Linked DNA regions of Oryctolagus cuniculus: region 2 is linked to region 1. A link is a contact called in public Micro-C data. All regions are on one chromosome and are shown on one strand. The core of a region is the stretch at or near the end of the contact, and the rest is flanking DNA. Distances in the headings are between cores, read along the strand shown.

Region 1 (7,037 bases), core at 1,995-4,494:
GGGGCCCGAGAATAAACTTCCTGTGGCCCACTTGCCGCCGGAGTTCCCGAGCGGCTCGGACACTTGACTAGCAGGAGGCGGCGTGCGCCCGTCCTGCCGCCCCGAGCGCGCCCGCGGGACAGCGGCCCGCAGGGTTCCAGGTGAGCCCGGGCCGAGAGGGACGCGGCCCCGCTCCCCCGCGCAGCCGCTCCGGCGCCCGCACCCCTGCCCCGGCGCCCGCTCCGGGACGGGCCCGCCTCGCCCGTCCGCGCCTCGCCCTCTCTCTGTCCCCGCCGAGGAGCGCCGCTCGCTCGCTCGCTCGCTCACTCGCTGGTTCGCTCGGAGCCCCTGCGCTCTGCCCGAGATGAGTCACTACAATGGCACGAGTTCAACTCCACACTCTTTATTCTCCAGCCCCTGTACCATGTGGATTCACTCACGTCAACCTTGCAGGGAGGAGCGCGCGAGGAGGCGGGGTGGGGAGGAGGCCCCCGGAGGAGGAGGCGGCGCGGGAGGGGAGAGGAGGCGGGCGCAGCGCTCCCCTCCCTGCCCCGGCTCGCGGCCGCGCTGACGCCAGCCGCACGCCCCGCGCGAGGAAGGAAGACGGTGGCGAGCGTGGGTGCGGACGGCCCGCGCGGTCTGGGGGAGCCGGGCGGCCCTGGCCTTCCCCACCCACGCCCACCCCCGGGCCCAGCGCCCTTGGACTGTTCCATTGGCGCACGTTGCCAAAGATGGTCATTTGCGTTAGAGGACGCGAGTGCGGGGTTCCTCGCTTTCGGGTGACGTGGAGGGAGAGGGATTCCCTCGCCCGCTCCCGAGCGCGCCACGGCCTCCCCCCGCCCTCCCCCACCACACCGCCCGCCCCGGGAAGGGGCGCGGGGCGGGGCCCCGGGAGCGGCCGCGCGGGACTCGGCTTCGCGTTTTGGAAAATAATCACAGCCCTGAAGACGAGACGGGCGGCTCAGTGCGGCGCCGCCGGCAGGCCGGGAGCCGGGCGCGCAGAGCCGCTCGCAGGGAGGGCGCGGTCGCGCGCGGTCGCCGGCGCCCTCCGCGGCGCCGCCCGGTGCAGCAGCCGCCCCGGGCGCGTGGGGTCCCCGCGCCGCCGGGCAGCCGGGCCTTGGCGGGGCGCGGCGCCGCCGGGCGGGGCTGGCCTGCCTGTTTTTCCCCTCGGTGGCGGGCTGCCCACTGCTTCCCTTTTTGTGCGTGTGTGCGTGTGTGTGTGTGTGTGTGTTTATTGTTTTGGTCCTACAGTGAATTTGTTAGGAGTAACCTTGAAGACGAAGTTAACCAGTCAAGACATTCCGGCCGCCTTCCGTGCCAGGCAATTAAAATGTATCTGGCTGGAGCGATCGGTCGTTAGAGACAAACTCCAGACTGTTAGGAATTAAAAAAAAAAAAAGAAGAAGAAGAAAGAAAACAGGAGAAAAGGGAGTCCAGGGAGAGGGTGTGCCCCAACGCTGTCTTCAGCTGTTTTGGAGCGAAGTTCAGGGCGCGGGTGGCCGAGCTCCCGAGTCTTCCCGCCTCGCTGGGCGGGGCGGGGCGGGGCGCAGGGTAAAGAGCGCAGGCCTCGGAGCACGCACACCCGGGTGGTGCTAGTTACAAGCTGTGAGGTCCTGGGCGAGGCCTTAACCTCTGTGGGCCTCAGTTTCCCCCTGTAAAAGGAAGGGCTTGGGGCTGATGACCCTCCCACCCCGAGCCCTGGGGTGCTGGGGAGCGCACAGCTTTCTGCAGAGACCATGCGGCGTCCCCGGAGGAGCACCGCGTTAGCCAAGAACCTGAGATTCCGGCCTAGGAAATCCACCTTTACCTCGGTTTACCCAACTCACAAGTCAGCGCCATCTGCAACCCCCGGGGTCTTCATCAGAACCAAATGGGATTATACCGAGGGTCCCCTGTGGGCTGGGAGTGGCGGCCCAGAGGCGGGCAGAGAGGCCACGGCCCTTGCCTGCTGGGAAGCGCCCTGTACCGACAACAGCACAGCTCCAGTCCTCTGCGTCCTCCTCTTCTGTAAAGTGGGAGTGGGCGAGAAAAACAGAGCCGGTTACGCCAAGCTTCCCCGGGGCTCTCTATATAAAGCGCCAGCGTTTCCGGGACGGCTGGCGGCATCTGGCCGCCCCAAGGGCCCCAAGATACGGTAATCCCGAACAATACTCGGGGTCATTGTTTACAGCTATAAGACACATTTTGTCCCGAGCTCCATCCCCAAGGACACGCGCGCGCGGCGAGGCGAGGCGGGCCTGAAGCCTCGCGCCCGGCTCAGTTCCCGAGCCCGCGGGTCCCGGAGAGGGGTGTGGGGCGGGCGGATATGCACCCCGGCCGTGGGTGCTTGCTTTTTTTTTTTTTTTTTTTTTATCCCTGCGTCCTGGCCTGCCGGGGTGTTTACGCGCCTCTCCCAGCAGGACTGAGTAAATGCCGTCCTTTGACGCAAAACGGATCAGCCCTTCCCCAGCGGCAGCGGCAAAACCCAGAAAACTGGGGGTGGGGACGGGAGCAGAGCGCAGAAGAAATCGTGACACTTTCGCAGCCGCCTCTCAGTCCCCTTCCCGCGCCAGAGCCAGGTCCTGGGGGCCTGCGAGGAGGGGGCGCGGCCGGGCCGCCCGCCCCCCACCCTGGGCAACCGCATGTCGGCGCGGCGCGAACAGAAGCACTTTTGGTTTTCCTTTGGGCCACGGCTGCTGCCCGGCCCTCCCCCCAACCCTGCGCTCGAAAATCCGGGTGCTTCTGGGTCTCTCCCACACAGTCCTTCCAGTAACGCGGGGGGCGGGGGCGGGGCGAGGGGAGCGGGAGCTTCCTCCGCGGCCTCTGCCGTCCCGGGCGCGCCCAGCCCCGGGCAGGCGCCGCCGGAGCGCACTGGCAGGCGAGTGCACCCTTGCGCCCTGCGCCGCCCCCGCCCCGTCAGCTCCCCCGCTCCTTTCCTTTCTTGTGGGTTCCCGTAAAGCCCCGCAGCCCCCAGACGTCTGCAGAGCATCACGGAATCTGTGCTGATGCAAGTCGCAAGCCTCCCCTCGGTGCGCCCTGGCCTGCCTCCGAGCGCTTTGATCCCGGCCTCCCCCTGCTCCAGCACTCGTGCGGGCTCCCTCTGCCCGCCCGGAGGCCTGTGTGCCGCGGTGCGCCCTCACCTTTCCGTTCTCCCAGCGCCGGACGCCCAGACCTGCGCCCTGGCGCTGCTGCTGCTGAACTCCCCGGAGCCGGCGGTGCCCTGGCCCCCACTGCGCCCAAGCCCAGTTCCGTGTCCCATCCGTGAAAACCATTCCCGGGTCACCCAGTTAGAAAAGGCCCTGTGGCTCGCCGGAAGGGAGGGGACCCTTTATTGTGCGCCCAACCAGACGGGGCCACGCTGAGTGCCTGTATGTCTCCTGGAAGCCTCAGCTCCAGGCTGCAGACGAAACATGAACTCGCGGCGCGGGCTGGGGTGAGGGGATCACTGGGTGGGTTAGAGACCTGTTGGGAGTGCCCGCGGGGTTTCTTCACCTGACATCCCCTGAGGCAGGAGTGGCAGCACGAGCTTGGTCTGGTGCTGCTGTATCCCACTCTCTGAAAGTCTGTAACTTCAGCACCATCACCCAGCTTAGGGGAAAGGCCACCCCAGACAGAGAAGGAGAAGGTGTGGGCTTGGGTGCAGAGAAAAGTGGGGGTGGGATGAGGCTGCCTTTTCATTCACCGCCCTCTGGGTCTCTGCCCCGCCTTTGCCAGTTTGCTGGGTCATCCATCTTGCCCAATGGCCATCTCGGGAGAGGACTGGAATCCAAGAATGGCTGCTCGCCTGGGCTGCACTGTCGCACACACGTGAGCACTGGCCATGTGTGAAGCCCTCACACATACCTGGCCTCACTTGTCCTTGCACAGAGCACAGGGCAGGGGTGTGGCCAGCAGCCACCGGGGCCTGGACTGAGCCACAGCCTCTCCGAGGTTTCCCAGCCCGTGGTTGCTGGAGCCTGGACTCGAAGCCATCTCCCTTGACCTTAACTCCAGGGCTCTGCCGGTTCCCACACTTTCAGCCTTGAAAAGTTAGGAGCAAACTCCACTGGGAATGAGAAGCCATCCGCTCTGCATTGTGCCTGAACGAAGTTGCCAGGCACGAATGCAGCTCCGCACCATTGAGCGCGATTTAACATGCAAGTGTTTCTGTTTGCCCAAGGAACTATGGCTGTGTTAGGGGTCCACCAGCAAACAGACCGGAGGCCTCAAGGGGGATGCTCCTTAGAAAGGTGTGGGCAGGGCTGTGAGAGCAACATGGGGGCTGGACGCTCCTGGAGCCTAAGAAACAGTCCGGTGCTGTTGTAGCCTAGTGAGTGCTGGGATGAGGGCAGAGAATGTTCTGGAAAGGCGGGGAGGGGGTCGGTGTGTGTGTGGGGGGAGAATGCAGACCCAGCTCCCCCTATCACCTGCCCCATCTCTGGGCAGAGGGTGGGTCCTGATCAATGCCAGCCCCTGAGATTGGGCTCTCAGGGCCCACAGTACATCTGGTGGGGGAGGGGCACTCACCCATTGGGGCAGTAACCAGCACAGGTGCTGCCAAGTCCTGGAAGTGTCTGACCGCGCGTGGCATTTCAGAACAGTGGAAACAACAGGTTAGACTCCCCTTTAAACTGCATGAATGGATGTACTGAGCCATTGATGCTACAGGCACAGATGGGGTGGGGGGAAGGAACTGAATGACCAAGGGTGACTTCCTTAGCCAGCTAAGACAGCTGAGAGCCCATCATTTACAAAGGAAAGAGGTCCACTGTGGCTCAGGGTAGCCCATGGTGCTGGCAGGAGGTGGAAGGGTGAGAAAGAGCTAGAATGAACCCACTCCTAGGAGACAGGTGTTGATCCCTCCTGCCAATCCAGCCGCCTCTTAAAGGAGCCGCCACCATGGAACTCCGATTCCAACCCGAGTTTCATCTGGGACCCTCCAGCTTTAAGTTTTCTGGGAGGTGACACGAATGGCACATAGGCCACCACCCAACATGACTCCCATTTCACCTGTGGGTTACACACCTGTGAGAAGACACGAAGATAAAGACTTCAAGAGGCATCATCGCAGTAACACTGGAATTGAATATTGCCCACCAGGCCTGGGCTCCATGGCTTACATCTGAAAGAAATTTGCAAGCTCCAGCTTTACGATTATGGCATTTTATTCACTTTATATGACCCTCAATTTAAAAAAAAAAAAGCAAGCAAACATCAACAGCACAGTCTTTTTGTTGCCTTAGACCACATTTAGAGTTACCCTGAAGTTTGTGCAAGACTTTTCAGGAGGCCTATGCAAATGAGGCCTTCCAGCCACTCCCACAGGGCCGCTGGGAGCCGCCTAGGAGGGTGACAGCCCTGGAAGGCAGGAAGAGGGTACTTCCCCACCACCAGGTTTTTCTGTATTTTTTTTAAAGCCGGATACATTCCAGAGATAAAATGACCAGTGCGGTCATTTAGAAATATCTTTATGAGTCAGGCAGAAGTCACCCTGAGGAATGTTGGTCAGGTCCAGAGAGGAAGAACAGAACCACTTGCCTCACCTTTCCGTCTGGTTCTGAGACCCGCGCAAGGAGTTGGCCCTGGGAGATGGGCTCCGGGGACACAGCGGCCGTGGCCGGCTGTGTGACCTGGGCCAGGCCCCTGACCTCTCCAGTCGCTGGCCTCCTCATCTGCATTCGGGCCCTGCTGTGGGGCGCCGGCGGTGCTGAAGGCCTACAGGAGTCAGGCTCTGCCCACACCAGGTCTGGGCCATCTCTTGCCTCCTCCAGGCCCCTCCTGTTCTGAGAATCCGGAAGCCAACAGGGAAGGAGCTGTTCAGGCTCCACCCAGCTTCGCTGAACCCTCCCCGTGCCCAGGCCAGCGGCTTAGGCCAGCTCTGGCCACTTCTAACACGGTACGGGGCCCAGGACCCTGCAGGATCACAGCCGCCTACCAGCCCGGGTGCAGGCACCTGCTGGGCCCTTACTGGGGAGGGGGCACAAGAGAAGCCGGAAGCCGGAGTCTCCCTGCCCTCAGGCAGCTGACAGCCTAGCTAAGAACAAAGAGTAACACACAAAATTGTGAGGATGTGAGGCGATAACAATGGTGACACCTGTAAAACCTTTTTATAGGCTCACCTTGTCCCAGACATTACTGTAATTGGGTCATATATATTAACTCAGTTAATATTTGCAACAACCCCATGAAGTAGTTACAATTATTGTCCTCATTCAACAGTGAGGAAAACCAAAGTCAAGAGAGGTAAATTCCAACAGCAGCCATTTAGCCTCGTGGTTAAGATGCCTGCATCCCATGTCAGAGCGCCTGGATTTGAGTCCTGGCTCTGTTCTCAACCCCAGCTGCCTACCATGCACACCCTGGGTGGCAGCAAATGATGGCTCAAGTCGTTGTGTCCCTGCCACCCATGGGGGAGAGCGGCTTTGAGTTCCTGGCTCCCAACTCCAGACCCTGGCCTCACCTCTCTCTCCCTCCGTCCCAAATAAATAAAATTTTAAAAGGGAGACAGGTAACCTCACCCAAGTTTCTAGAGCTAAAAAGCAGCAGAGCTGGGATTTCAATACAGGTGCAGCGCTGTTCCCCAGTGTTCCTGGACTCCCACATTCTCACAGCATTGGAGCACTCCAAAGAATCCATCTCTCCACACAGGTGGGTCACCTGTGATCTCTCAACAGCCTATGCAGTAGACAGGGCCCACCTTACTGACTCCTTTCTTTCAGATAAAGAAACTGAGGTTCAGTTAAGGTAGGTGTCAGGCTCCAGGAATACAAGAGAAACTCAGAGAAAGGCCTGGAGCAAGGGAGCCAGCTGCTTGTCCCAGGGCTCCTCCATTTCTGTTGAACTCTAACAAAGGCTGGGCCAGCATCCACGTCTCCCTCCTCCGGCGAAAGCGCCTTGATTTTGCTTTGGGGAACCCCCACTTCCTCCTCCCATGTGTGTGGGTTTGCTGTAGGGGTGGACGCATGGACCCTCGGTCCACTCCTGACCAGCCAGAACATCCCACTGCCCGCGCTACAGACACTGATTGCATCAGGGCTGCACGCAACCCACAACCGGCATATGAGAATCAGGCCTTTCAGCTCTGGCTGGAGCCCTTGGAG
Region 2 (7,318 bases), core at 3,950-6,449, 100 kb after region 1:
ATGGGAAGGGATGATTTGAAAACCACTGCCCTACCTTATACAAGGTGAATACACTTTGGGTTAAACCTAAGAACAACTGGGAACCCTGTCCACCTTGCCTGCCCCATCCCCAGCTCAGATAACAAATCCATTCACTCCTGAAGTAATTCAGTAAGCTTCCTCAACCTCCAGGAATCGCCTTTCTACCTGTCCTATGCATTGACAATAGCTTAATAACCTTAATTCTACTCCTTATTCTACAGGCCATGGGCCCCAGCCAAGGTATCCTTTTTTTTTTTTTTTTTTTTTTTTGACAGGCAGAGTTAGACGGTGAGAGAGAGACACACAGAGAGAAGGGTCTTCCTTCCGTTGGGTCACCCCCAAAATGGCCACTATGGCCGGTGTGCTGCCGCTGGTATGTTGCCTCCGGTGCGCTGCGCCGATCTGAAGCCAGGAGCCAGGTGCTTCCTCCTGGTCTCTCCCATGTGGGTGCAGGGCCCAAGCACTTGGGCCATCCTCCACTGCTCTCCCGGGCCACAGCAGAGAGCTGGACTGGAAGAGGAGCAACCGGGACAGAATCTGGCACCCCAACCGGGACTAGAACCTGGGGTGCCAGTGCCACAGGTGGAGGATTAGCCTAGTGAGCCGCGGCACTGGCCAAAACGCAATTCTTAAATGCTGGTGGGGGCAGCTCAGAGGACACCCACCAAGCCTTTGCTTCCTAAGAAGGTGTCCGGCAGCTCCATGAGCTCAGGTGAGGAGACTGCAGGTGCAACACAGAAATGGAAGTTCGTACTATGGACAGATGAAAAGAACCAGATTAGAAATTAAAAAAAGAAAAGCAAGTTCCAAAGGGCTTTAAAATGGAGTACTTTAAAGCTGGTCACACCTTGGCAGACTCCACGGTGAACTCCACAGCTAACCCTCTCACTTGGCCTGCCTGCTGCTCTTCCAATAAAAAGCCATTCTCACCTGCCCCACCTTACCCATGACCCCTACCAGCACTCTCTGGTGGAAAGCTCTTTGTTCCTAGAGGCCAGATGGTTCATTTCAGGTATGCTATTAATTGGTCCCATGGAAAAACAGGTTTGGTTCTTTAAATGTACAACTTGCTAAGTCATTGCTCAACCTTAGCTCACGGAAAAATTAAACAGAAATCTACCAAGCAGTGTCTGAGCAGGCACCAGCAGGGATCAGGATAGGAGTAGTGATCCCTGTGTCCAAAAGAATGGGTGATCCAGGGATGTACACAGGCACAGAAACACCTGGATCTAGACACATGTCTGTGCATGTGTGTATGTATCTGTTTAAGAGAACAGGGCATTGTAAGACCTGCACAAAACAAAACAAAAGACAGTTGCTTTGTTTGAGATTCAAAGAAGGCAGCCATGAGCATTCTTGACCACAGGACTCCTGACCAGTGGGAGCCACAGCACCTTTCTAGCACAGCATGGAATGCTCCATGGGATTTCAACTGTGCAAAAGTCAGCTAGGATTTGGTTGAGAGAAGGACCAAATGCATGATCACAAGTCAAAAAAAGAGCAAGTGAGCTTGTGCAAACATTTCAAAGCCTTTGAGTGTATCAGGTGTGCACTAACCTCTGTGTGAAGGGCGGGGGATGAACTCTGCCTTGAAGGCCTCCTCGCTGGGGGGCAGTCAGTAAAGGAATCACAATGCAGTGTGAGAAGCAGAACAAGAGGATGCATCAACTGCTGCTGGGGTTCGGACACAAGAGGCTGACTGGCTACTACTGGGGTGCTTTTCCTTTTACCTGCTCCACAATGCACCCTTTTCATTTAACAGGCAAGGAACGTGGAGACCATACAAAGCAGATGGATGGTTGAAGGCCCTGCCCTGCCCCTGTGCCTGGACAAACTGCCCTGAGGTTTCTGGCTGAGCCGCAGGCCAGGGACAACGCTACTCTTCTCTGGAGCTCTCCCTTCACCTGGTGGTGGCAGAGAAAGCAACGGCAAAATCTCCAGTGGCCCCAGCTGCAGATTTCACCTTCTCCATGTTTTGCTCGGGAGGGACTAACTCCATGCCGGAAATTTCTGTCTCCTCCGGTGGCTCCTTCCCATGATGCTTGGATTCTCATAGCCCCAAAACGCATGCCCTGCCCATCATCCCTTCACTCCTCCTGCCTTCTGCCATTCACTCTTCCTTTAACTCCCCAAACTCTCAGAAGAGGTCTGACTGAGCTTCTTCACTTGAGTTAATCAGTAATCACGCACCCCTGGCTTCCCCTCTAACAATGGGTATTTTTTTGCTCTGTCCACGAGCACCAGGACCATTACTAAAGCAAGTGGTTTCACTTGCACCTCTCCTAGCCCTCTGCTGCTAATTCATCTCCATCCAAATTAATATTAATCTCCATTGCCCTCTCCTTCTACCAGCTGCTTGCCTTCCCCAGAGCTGTTTTCAGTCCCCTCACTGTAGATTCGTCCCTTGGGAATCCCACCAGTGCCATGGTCTCAACTGCCACCACGATGTGGGTCATGAAGCTTTAGTCTCACATTTTTAACGACCTACTGAATAATTCAACTTGTTTGCCACATAAGCACCTCAAAACTCAATGCAAACTCATTTTCTTTCCTATAAACTGTGGCCCTCTTCCTAAATGTGTGCTTTCCCCTCAGGTACCCTACCTACGAATCACACAGCAATGTGCAATTCCTTTCTCTCTCTATACTCCCAAATCTGGGGCTGTCACTGTGGCACAGCAGGTAAAGCTACTGTCTGTGGGGTTGGCCTTCCACATGGGTGCTGGTTCAAGTCCCAGCTGCTCCACTTCCCATCCATTTCTCTTCCAATGCCTCTGGGAAAGCAGTAGAAGATAGCCCAAGCGCGGGCTGGTGCCGCAGCTCACTAGGCTAATCCTCCGCCTTGCGGCGCCGGCACACTGGGTTCTAGTCCCGGTCGGGGAGCCAGATTCTGTCCCGGTTGCCCCTCTTCCAGGCCAGCTCTCTGCTGTGGCCAGGGAGTGCAGTGGAGGATGGCCCAGGTGCTTGGGCCCTGCACCCCATGGGAGACCAGGAAAAGCACCTGGCTCCTGGCTCCTGCCATCGGATCAGCGCGGTGCGCCGGCCGCAGCACGCCGGCCGCGGCGGCCATTGGAGGGTGAACCAACGGCAAAGGAAGACCTTTCTCTCTGTCTCTCTCTCTCACTGTCCACTCTGCCTGTCAAAAAAAAAAAAAAAAAAAAAAAAATAGCCCAAGCGCTTGGGCCCCTGCACCCACGTGGAAGGCTAGTAAGAAGGTCCTGGCTCCTAGCTTTGGAATGGTCCAGGTCCGGCAGTTGCTGCCATTTGGGGAGTAAACTAGTGAACAGAAACTCTCTGTCTCTCCCTCTCCCTCTGTAACTCTGCCTTTCAAATGAATAAATAAACAAATAAATAAGTCTTTAAAACAAACAAGCCCCAAATCTGAATGTTCACCACGTTTTCCTGATGCTACTCTGAAGGATGTCTAGAACCTGCCCTCTCCTCTGCCTCCCCACTCCCATTATCTTAGTTCCTCCTATTCTCCCGCCTGAACTAGCTGCCCATGTGTTTCTTCTGCCCCTGGCTTCTTCCTACTTGAAGGTACGCTCCCCTCTGCCATGGGACTTACAGCGTACCTGAGACGATGCCACATCCCTGTTCAGAGGGCTTCAAAGCTCTCCAGCAGGATAGGGCACATTTAGAGTAACTTACGATGTTGTCCACAATCAGGCACATTCCTTTCTTGCCTCCTCTCTCCATTCCTTCCTGAACTCACCTATTCTAAGAATTCCATCCCGTGAGTATTCCCGACTTTCAGAATGTGCCACAGTAGTCCATGAGCACACTTCTCTCGGGACATTCTTTCTTCTTCATTTACCTGGAAAGTTTCTGCTTGCACTTAAAGACCAATCTCTAGGCCATTTCTGTAGAGCCTCAGATGGGGTTTTATGGACCTGTACGAGAGCACTGAGCACACAGTATTAGTATTTATGGCTTGCATGCCCGTCTCCCCAACGCGAGCACACGCCCCTTCATGCTCTTATCCCTTGCTGGGACCACAGAGCCAAACACAGGGCTTGTGGCGTGCCAGATCCTCACACGGGTGCAGAGCTCACCTGAACGCACATAAGGCTGTTCTCCCCAGCAGCAGGTCCCTACAAGGCCTGCCATCCTCAGCACCAGTGCTGCACATGCAGTAAGTGGCAGGAGGTTAAAGGTGGCTGTCACAGGCAGGCATGGGGCAGGGTCCTCTCCCTTTTCATGGTATGTCTGTCTGGAGCATTCGCTCTCGTAGCCATGTTCATGTTTCTTGGACAGATATGATAAACTGTTAGAGCGATCTCCTCATGGGTCTGTAAAGTGCAGAGGACTGCTTTCCGCATACACGGAAGCACAGTTCTGCTCCAAGCCTAACTCCCAGTAGGCTGTGTAATCACTGTGCACCCGCGACAACGAGGGGCTGCACACCTGGGGGGCTGCTCGGCCAGCAGAGCCCTGTGCCCCGGACCAAAGCAGCGGCCCGCAGAGAGAACAGGTCCTTGCCTTGACAAGTCTGCATACCTATGAAGGTGGACACTATTACGCGTGTGTGGCTGTGTGTGAGGAGTTTTAGGAAACTTAAGAAAAAATGGAAATCTGATTTGATCCCTTCTAAACTCTGACATAGATCAAGTGTGGTGGGGAGCAAGCCTTCGAAAGCTATTTCTGCCCATTTACAGAAACTAGAACTGTTAATATTGCAGGCTGAGGATTTTCTCACACATTCTCTCTCTCTCTCTCTCTCTCTCTCTCTCTCTCTCTCTCACACACACACACACACACACACACAGGCATGCTTGCTACAAGCAGCCCTTCCTGCTGGGCACGTTTGCACAGAAAGGCGACGCTGCTGCTTCTCCTGAGGCCAGTGGCGCCCTGGGCTCAGGAGGCAGGAAGGAGGAGGCTGTGCCACACGTGCAGCAAAGGTCGGGGGCAAGCCGCCCGCCGTGGGTCACAGATTCCTCCAAGGGCCAGAGAAGGAGCTAAGTCAGTCCTTGCTAAAAACCATCCGACGGCTGCGTGGCACAAAGGCAGATTGCTCTGGTGTGTAATTTCCGCAGCACTTACGGACAAAAGCGTATCAGAGCTGAATGCTGGTGCTCTTTCTAAATGGAGCTGAGTCACAGGTATCTCGCTGCTGTGTCTGCAGACTAAAGTGGATGACTCACGTCTGTAAAATTCTGAGAGAAAGTACCAAGCGACCCCTTGCTGAGTCATCTTTCGCATGGATGCTGGGTTCATGAGCTCTGTAAACTATAATGAGCGATCTAGCCTTTTGCCATCTCTTTATTCTTTTCTAAACAGTACAAATTACATCTCTAAAAATAACTTCATCTACGCCAGTGAGTCACTTGGACCTAACAAGCTTCCACAAGTAGTTACCCAGCTAAACTGCAATATTTACTTGTGAAGGTACAAATCTTGCTGTCATATTGCTCCCCCTCTTTGAGGTCAAAATCTGGTAGATGTAGGGAGGGGAAGAGGGTTTCATTAAATGCTTTAAAGGAAATACGGTTAACCCCTAACCTTTGACACAGGCGGGGTTTGGGATGGAGACAGAGGAAGGAATTCTTTGAAACTATTTCCAATAGCTTCTGCAAAGTAGAATTTTAATATTTCAGGCTAAAGATTAATCAAAGACTCTATTATTCTTTCAGTGAAGGGTGCTTATTGGCTATTGAAAGAGAAGTATCAGTAATCCTATTTACTTTTAAAATCCTGAACTGCGAATTTATGACATTTTTGACAAAAGATCCAGCCACGCTAATAAATGAGTATGTGTTAAATATTAATCTTTGCTCTCCCAGGAGCTGATCCCTCACCACGCCCTGAATGCTCTGCACACACAGCTAAGCTTTGGTGCTCCACCCGTTTGCTGTGTAGCTTTCCACCCCAGGCCTGCCCCCTGGACTTCAGCTCGCATTAGCCCCACCCCAGGCCTGTCCCAGCTGGGCAACAGGAAGAGTGAACTCACCCGGAGGCAGGAGCAGGTTACCTGCATTGAGCTTATGCCTTCCTAAGTCAGGCAGCAGCGCTGAAATATCGAAGCATGGTGAGTCTACACTCCAGATTCAGTCAGAGGAGACTGGGAGGGTTTCTCATCCGTTTGGTGAGGAATGCAATTAGATACCACTAGCTCTAGAGTGCCCACGGCCAGTATTTCAGTTGCTCCTTTAAGAGGTCAGACCCCTTGGTTCCACGGAGGCAGTCAGCCGAACAATCTCTCCCATTTCCAGGGGCAGGGTGAGCAGGGGTTTTGCCTTTAGAACAGAAGGATGAACTCACTGGCCCGTCTGAAAATTCCCCAGGAAGCAGGCTGCAAAGTCCACTGCCTGGCTCCAGCCAGGGCAGAAGCTGAGTCACTTACACCCCTCCTGGCTCCTATTCACTTGACTCGTACCAAGCAGGTTGGCTGGAGTCACGTGAATCCGGATCTCCAGCTTTGAGGGCAGCAACCCCTGCAGTGGTGCCTCCTGTGCTGGGTGCGTCTGGCCACTTCTGCGAGGGCTTCGCTAATTCAGCCTCGGCTCACTCCCAGCCTCGGCATTACACCCAGGAGCTCTCCTTCAAGTCCACCCTTGACCACAATGCGCTCTGGCTCCCTTGTGGGATTCAGAGCCACCCTCTCACCCTTTCATGCCACACGTCTTCATTTTGTAACTTCTCTAAACTTTGCTTTTCTCATTGGAAAAATGGGCAGGATAACAGCATTTGCCTCTCGGGGTTGTGAGCAGGAGACCCTGCAGACTCCAGTGCTTTCCAGATTGCAAGCACTCTGACCACCCAGCTCTTGCACTTCAGCAGAGCAATCATTTGAAACATGACTTAGACTTAGTCTTGGGTCTTGGGGAGCAGACTAACCAGAATGATGAAGCACAGACACATGCCCAATAAAGAACCTTCCATGCTAGCACGTGCTGAAGTCTCATCATTACAAATGTGATGGGGTGGGGGGTGCTCAGGTCAGAAAGCAAAATGGGAGACAGGTTTTAAGAAATGGTGCAAGTAGGGACGGTATGGGGGGGAAGCCATTGTAATCCATAAGTCGTACTTTGGAAATTTATATGCATTAAATAAAAGTTTAAAAAAAAAAAAAAGAAATGGTGCAAGAAAGATGAGTGGTAGGTCAGGGAGAGATAGCAAGAAGGGCTGACAACACAGAGTCCAGGGCTGAGTGGGCGAGCAAGCCTGACGGGCAGGGTAAGCCTGTTTACAGGGAGAGGCCACGGGACAACAGTGGTGTCTGCATGCATTACTGTGGCACGGGGCACAGAGCGAGAGGCACACCAGCTAGCCAGTGAACTAACCCTGGAATGCG

The links. Hi-C and Micro-C count contacts between places; a contact is called where the count stands out from the background.
Region 2: a Micro-C map of ear pinna shows a contact between it and region 1, with 4 times the contacts expected there. The contact joins the enhancer-like site here to the promoter of FOSL2 in region 1. A contact is called at or near these places in 2 of 6 Hi-C or Micro-C datasets (ear pinna and skin fibroblasts).

What each region holds. Positions count from the first base shown.
Region 1 is chr2:174,542,583-174,549,619 of mOryCun1.1, forward strand. FOSL2 (FOS like 2, AP-1 transcription factor subunit) reads right to left here and starts at 3,245. Exons shown (of 4, transcript XM_051843056.2): 1 at 3,099-3,245. The coding sequence starts at 3,230.
Region 2 is chr2:174,644,237-174,651,554 of mOryCun1.1, forward strand. All of the region lies in intron 10 of BABAM2 (BRISC and BRCA1 A complex member 2), which reads right to left. Among named protein-coding and RNA genes, the nearest start is that of FOSL2, 100 kb to the left of the region's middle. Within about 2 kb of position 5,200, at least 2 of the 8 cell types and tissues checked have an H3K27ac peak or open chromatin away from gene starts, as enhancers often do. A contact at or near this core is called in ear pinna, where this site is marked.